Regions from separate parts of the Mus musculus genome. Here region 1 is linked to region 2. The links are chromatin contacts, called in public HiChIP or PLAC-seq maps. All regions are on one chromosome and are shown on one strand. The core of a region is the stretch at or near the end of the contact, and the rest is flanking DNA. Distances in the headings are between cores, read along the strand shown.

Region 1 (3,459 bases), core at 334-2,833, 270 kb before region 2:
AAGAAGGGGCAAAGTGTCCACACTTTGGTCTTCATTCTTGTTGAGTTTCATGCGTTTAGCAAATTGTATCTTATATCTTGGGTATCCTAAGTTTATGCTTTGGTGTATATCTAAGCCTAACTTATATAAGATGTTTGTTAAACACTATATGAATGAATGGATTAAAAACAAAAATTGGGGTCAACATATACAATGATTAAAGAAACACTACTAATTAAACCTATAGGTTCAGAGTCAGCTGAAACTAAACTTCTGAGGAACAGAATAAGATACTGACCATGAAATAATATAACACAACCTCACCGAGCACAGTGGCCCACACTTACAATTCTAAAAATTGACATAAAGGTACAGGGGAATTGAGAGCTCCAGGCCAGCTTTGGCTACTCACTGAGTTCCAAAACAGTGTGGACTATTTGGTACTACCCTGCCTTTTTTTTTTTTTTAAAGAGCAAAGGTGACATGGCTTCAAAAGCATAAGGTATAATTACTTAAATTATGATGTATTTGAGGTTTCAGGCAAATTATTTTTATAAAATTTCACAATATGAGCTTTCAGACTTCGTGAGTTAAATACTAAGCTGGGCAATAAACAAGGAAGAAATTTTGTTATTTATCTATGTCTACTCCTATTATAAAAAGCAGTGCATCTGGGGACCAGATGACTTCAGAATCCCATTACAGACAATAACTCCCTAATCCTTTAATATAGGTGGAGACAGCCATCATTATCCCATTTAGCAGACTTTAATAGTTGAGGCAGTAAAATTCAGTGCATTGTCTGATGTTTCAACATTAATTTTAAAGCATCATGTTGAATTTAAGTTTGTAGCTACATATGTGTTCTTGAATTTGTTACACAATTTGCTACATAATCTACATTATGAATCTAAACTTCATCATCAAGAAGTGTTACTGCCAGACTGGGCACTCTCGATTTCTCCTGTATCATCATTCAATTACAGGAAACCAAAAAAGCAATGAATATGCTATGACATTTCACAAGGAATTAGCCTGTTCACTTACTCGAACTGTGTGGCTAAGACACTGGTGCAGATTCAAGAACAGTCTGATGTCTGAAGATATATGAATTCAGGCTGAAGTTACAATGTTTAAAGTACTTCAGAGTACAATAAACATAGAATGTAGACTTTGATGTGTACAGATGCATGAATAAAGAGACATAATATTAATAACCATTTCACTTTGTATTAAACTCATATCATTCTCTCTTTTTACTTGCTTTTAAATTACATATATTCTAAACCATTCCATTCACAGAAATTCTAGCCCACCTCCTCCAACCAGTTACAGCCTCTCGGTCTGTTAAAGGAAAAAACAATTGCTGTTAAAACGGAAAATAGAAGCAGTTTTTTACCATTGGCCCACCACAGTTTGGCTCCCTTCTTGCAGTCTCTGCTCTTGTGAGAATGAAGCCAGACCACACACTGAGGGTGAATTACACCACTTCAAATAGAAGAAACATTAATGGAAAAAGCCAAGTGGAGTTCCAAGTGGGGGCAGTAGGCAGGACAGCACCCTCTCAGCACAGCCTTTCACAGGGTAGGCTGATCCAAGGCCTCAACAGGCAATCACAAGCTTGTCCTGCTCCTGTGCTGAGGAGTAGGAAACATCTCTTCAGCAGCTTGTCGCTATGGAGCCCAACAGCCTGCGTGAATGTGGACTTTGAGAGCCTCTTTTCCCAGTCCCCACTATACCTGTAAACTGAACTCGTCATTAACCAAAATAAGAATGTGATCTTATAAGAAAGATGAGCTTGTAAGAGCTCATAAGATTCTCTGCCCAACTGGTATTTATCAACAACAGGGAAAAATGGTTCTGGTGTCTTGGTCCCACAGTTTCCTAATTCCTTAAGATCCAAGTAGGTATTGACAAATCATAGTAAAGGCAGAGATAGGCATGGAGGAGGAGTGAGAAGAAGTGAGAAGAACTCAGAGAAAAGTTTCAGTCACTTTATGGTGAAGCTCTCCATCTTCCTTCTTTCCTGGGCACTTAGCATACAGCGGAGACCGGAAGGAAACTCTGTCCTTGCAAAAGACAGATCGAAATTTATCCATGCGCAGACACAAAGGGCACGCACAGGATGAGACTCCTGTGAGTGCTACAAAAGAAGACACGTTTATATTTGGATACAGACAATGCACAGATTCACTAAGGGTTGTCTGAAGCAATATGACAAGAGTGACATATACCATGGGCAAATAAATAAATCCAAACCTCAGGAAGTTTGTCTGAGAAAGCAGAAAGCACTTCCCCACACTATAACTCCACCAGGCCTGAAGAGGCCAAGGTCATTTGGCCAGACGTATACGTTTCCATGGCTCTTTTACAAATATTATGCAAGCTTCTGAAAATCTGAACCTAGTTTGACATTTCAGGAGTCCTTTGGGGCAGAGCACAAATAGGAACTTGGAAGAGGCTTTAAATCTAGTCGGCAGAAATAAATGACCAAGAATAGAGGACAGAAATTTAGAAAACACATTTTTTTAAGTGGTAAGTAGAAAGAGGATACTATACAAAGTACCACATTTTATAAAAGGTCCGACAAATGTTAGGTCTAATTATCCCCATAATACCGATTCAGAAACTGAGACTTCCAAAAGTTAAGGGATGGGATAAATTCAGGCAATAAATATCCCGAGATTGTCATGTAGAACCTCAATTCTCTATAAGCACCCACATTTTTCCATACAGAGTCATCTTTTCTGGAGAAATGCTATTTGGGTTTAGGAATGGACATAATGTATCATTTGATATTATAACTCTAATCCGTTTAAAAGAGAAATCACCCAGAAATCCTAACCTGATTGGTAGTACCTGAAAAAGTTAGCAGAGACTTGCCTCGGCACTGTGACATTGATGACATCTTTTGCCTATGTCATTACACCCGGTCTTTTCTCTTGAGTAGATGGTGCTGCCATCAGGGCCCAGACATAGTCCACCATCTCAGTGGAAACCTGCTGATCTCCGGGAAGACTGCTCGTAGTCAGAGAGGCAGACAATGCAGTGTGGTTAGCCAATTCTCAATAGAATCCTTTTGCCGTCCTTCTAACTACTTTTCTTTGTAACATACACATAAGTTAACTACATATTGACCATTTAAATTAATATATAATATACATTTTGAGAGGAGAACAGATAGGTAGCTCTCAGAAGTATATAATGACTGATTGATTGACAGGTGTAGCTTTCACTTGCCCTTCTCTTATGACATGCAGTATTAACTATCAGGTGTTTTGCTTACGTTAATTTTTAAATTTATGTAAATTTGCAAATTTGTAACTTTATGTTATATTTATTATATACCATAGATACAAAATATGTATATAACTAGGGAAAATATTTTTAGTTTGTGGCTGGATTTCTTATTTTTATTTTTTTTATCTTTATGTAATTTTTCCTTTCTTTTACTGGATATTTTATTTATTTACATTTCAA
Region 2 (3,446 bases), core at 414-2,913:
ACTTAAACCAGAAGATAGCACAGGAGACTCTCCACTAGGTAACCACAAGCTTATTAGCATGCACTGTAACCCAACAGATGCTGGCGTGAGTTGGTAACTTCAGAATTCTCCTGAGTATTCTGGATCTCCTGAGACTCTCCATTCTCACGCAAAGAGACTCTGCAAAGTCAACCTAATCCTGAACAGAAGCTCGGTGCGTTCATTGACTACTGAAGTATTTGCTTCAGATTTCACAGGCATTGTCAGCTCCTACACAGAGGTGGTGTCTGTGCGAATGGGAGTATGATGCTAATTTGTACACAAGCCTGCTACTCCCACTGCCTTCCTGGGGTTTCTTCTACACCCCACATGTCCTCTTGGCTCAGGACTCTTACTGACTGACTGCAATAGTTTCCAAAAGATGTCAATATAGTTCACTCTTTCCATTACTTTCTATGTTGCTCAAATGTCTTTTGTGAGGTATCACCAGATAAAAAAATTAAAACAGCAACACCAATACCCCAAACATATCTCTACCCCCCTATTTCATTTTCTCTTTAGTGCATGATATTTTCTGCTATATTCATAACTCATTCTGTCTTCTGTTTATGTTTCTACAAAGAAAAAACTATTGGCAATGGTGCAAAGAAGAAATATTTATTACAGAAATATCTGATAAACCAAATTGCTCAAAAATGTTTAAATCTTTTTAATGACTGAATAAATATAAGGACATTGCAAATTATATCAACTTGGTATAAGGATATAAACTTTAATGCGTCACCTTTTAACTATAAACATATATTCTCATATGTTATTTCTATGTATGCTATTTCTAATATCCAGCATGCTTTGTTGTTTTGGTCTCGGGTTTCTCTTAATCTCCCTTCTTCCTAGTTGCTAACATTTACCAGATTCCCGGCTATTTTCATACAATGATATTTTGACATTTCTTAATTCACTAAAGATTAACATGAGCAGGAGGGGTTTCCAGCCACACTGCCCTTCATAAAACTCCACTGAGAAAAAAAAAAAAAGCTATTTCAATGACTCATGGATGAAGAGAATCCGGTGCTAACAAGCTATGGCAGAGTGAGCCGTCCCTGGGGGACTCAGTAGGGTCCTCTTAGGAGAGGAGAGAGACACTGCATGACACCAGGAGTCTTTCATTCCTTCACTGGTCTGTCCTTGATGTGATGTCTCTGGCAAGGATCCCACCTACCTCTACATTTTTAGAGAAGCTCTCCTCTGGTTATTTGAGAAATTTTCCAGCAAATATGTTCTGAGATTGAGAAGACATCTACAAGTGTAGGTATTTTAGAAGATGAATCTGCCTGAATGATTTCTTGCCTGGACATGGCTGGGACTATTTTCCATCTCCTTTCATTTTTATTCCTCAGTGTAGATTTTTATGAGTATTGAATTTTAGATGGGTCTAGTAGCTGAGATCGAGTCGTAGACAAAAGATCTCTAAAACTGAAATATAAATAGAGAAGAGTTCTCGATGACATCATTCTGTATGCACACCAGAAGTGACCACAAATAACCTACAATAACCTTTTAAATTAGTTTTTTCCTGACTTCATAAAACAATATTTTATTTGGCAGGCATGCATTGGCAAGCTCTTCCACAGCTCTGTTTGTTTTCTGTCTCCAGGAAGACACCGCCACTGTTGTCACATACGTCTCCTTCTCTGTGGCTTTGCCATTTTCTGCTTCTTTATGAGTGGCTGTTGAAGAATATTTTTCTTTGGGGCACGTACTAAGAGTAACAAGGCCATGAATGAAAAACTGTCCTTATAAATGTATAGATGGATTTCTTTTTCTCTGGCTGACGCTGAGCAAGATCAAGGAAAAGAAGTGGCGATATCAGCAGGGATATGGCTGCTTTATTCTGAGGTTATATAACAGCAAGAAGCTGGATCCAGACCATTGATGAAAATCAGTTTCCTTGCCTTTTGATATGTGACTCAAATCCCAAGTTATAAAAAGGATGTAGGATCATAATATAGTTTTTTTTTTAAACATGAACAGTTATTCTGAACAAATTGAAGAGTATCAAGGGAGGAAAGGTATCATTTCGAAGTTACCTCATAGGTGAGACAATCTTTTTAACTTTAACAGTGTCTCCATTATAAAACAGAAATTGGTATGCTTTTCTAAATGTTGGCATACTATAACATCCTTTATAAATCAATTTAAGTTCACATCATTGAGATTTTCAAAACCTTCTTCCACTATTTACTCACAGAAAAGATACCAAAAAAAGAATAAAATATTTTCAAATATAATTTTAAAGTATCAAAAACTTCCCAAATTTAAAAAAAAAAAAAACACTTCTAGGATAATTCATGATATTTCATTTACTTCTCTTGTTTCCTATTAATCTTATGAAGGCAAAAGGGAAGGCTCCAATAATTAACCTTGTGTTATTGACCTAACCAAAATTAACTGGCTATACAACAATTTAGTTGTCCATATAAAAACAGGAAGAGAGATTTCCCCAAGTAACCCATATTCTCCATGAGAAAAACAGCTGGTGCTCTCTCTGTGTGTGTGTGTGTGTGTGTGTGTGTGTGTGTGTGTGTGTGTGTAAGCCTGTGGGGCATGGATGAAAGGATGTATATTTCTGATATCCTCCCTTGTAAATGGGTGGGTTTTTTTTTTTTTTCTTTCTTTTTTCTTTTTCAGTGGAAGTATGCCAATACTCAGGTCCTGGAGAAGGAGGGGCCCGAGAAAGTCTGGTCTGAATATTTAAAATTATATCTTTATAAAACAAGGTCTGTGAAAATGAACTAAGTTTCCTTACCAGTGTTACATGAATAATCACTACAAAATAATAATGGAAACCCATACCTGTCTCTCCTTGGAAAGGAGGAAAAGATTAATAAGAAACACTGCCTTCCAACAACAAAAATCAAAGTTCAAGCAGCAGACTTCTTTTGTGTCTCTGTTTTCCATGCTACATTTCCCACAGCACACTGCTGGGATTTTTTATTTTTTATTTTCGCTACGCATGCTCACACATCTGTTGCACATGTGTGATCAACCGACGAGGTTTTTGAGCCAAATGTCCTGTTAAATGGACAGAGTGGGCAGAGCATTCCTTTGAGAGTCAGACTCTGCCCCTGGTGGATTGCCGCCAAATGCAATGGTGTAATAAAGAAAAGAAATCTGCTCATTTGAATTGCATTGAAATGAACTGTGTCCTCTCCTAAAATACCATATGGTAATGATCCCTGGAGGTATGCTACATAACACCTAGGTCTGGCAGGCTCCAATGAAAGGCTGTAAACGTCCCAGTGTAGCTGGGCTGTGAAAGGCAAGATAGTTGACAAGAAGCATGCAGAGGGAAACAAGAATCCTATCTGATGTCCCTCAATCAACTTGAAATGAAAGAAAGTGGACTGAACAAAGAAATGCTAGCAAGTCGCCCTGGAGAAATCCTCCTTCTCCCATTAAAGTAC

Evidence for each region. HiChIP or PLAC-seq counts read pairs in DNA pulled down with a chosen protein or histone mark.
Region 1: an H3K27ac HiChIP or PLAC-seq map of heart atrium shows a contact between it and region 2, with 11 times the contacts expected there. The contact joins two enhancer-like sites. A contact is called at or near these places in 1 of 15 datasets of contacts at CTCF or cohesin (pro-B cells), 1 of 484 Hi-C or Micro-C datasets (adipose-derived mesenchymal stem cells) and 4 of 115 datasets of contacts at active chromatin or transcription factors (embryonic limb bud, fibro-adipogenic progenitors, heart atrium and 1 more).

Annotation. Positions count from the first base shown.
Region 1 is chr12:36,990,210-36,993,668 of GRCm38.p6, reverse strand. No RefSeq gene overlaps it. Among named protein-coding and RNA genes, the nearest start is that of Gm40394, 110 kb to the right of the region's middle. Within about 2 kb of position 1,583, at least 7 of the 459 cell types and tissues checked have an H3K27ac peak or open chromatin away from gene starts, as enhancers often do. A contact at or near this core is called in heart atrium, where this site is marked.
Region 2 is chr12:36,721,103-36,724,548 of GRCm38.p6, reverse strand. No RefSeq gene overlaps it. Among named protein-coding and RNA genes, the nearest start is that of Mir5099, 93 kb to the left of the region's middle. Within about 2 kb of position 1,663, at least 30 of the 459 cell types and tissues checked have an H3K27ac peak or open chromatin away from gene starts, as enhancers often do. A contact at or near this core is called in heart atrium, where this site is marked.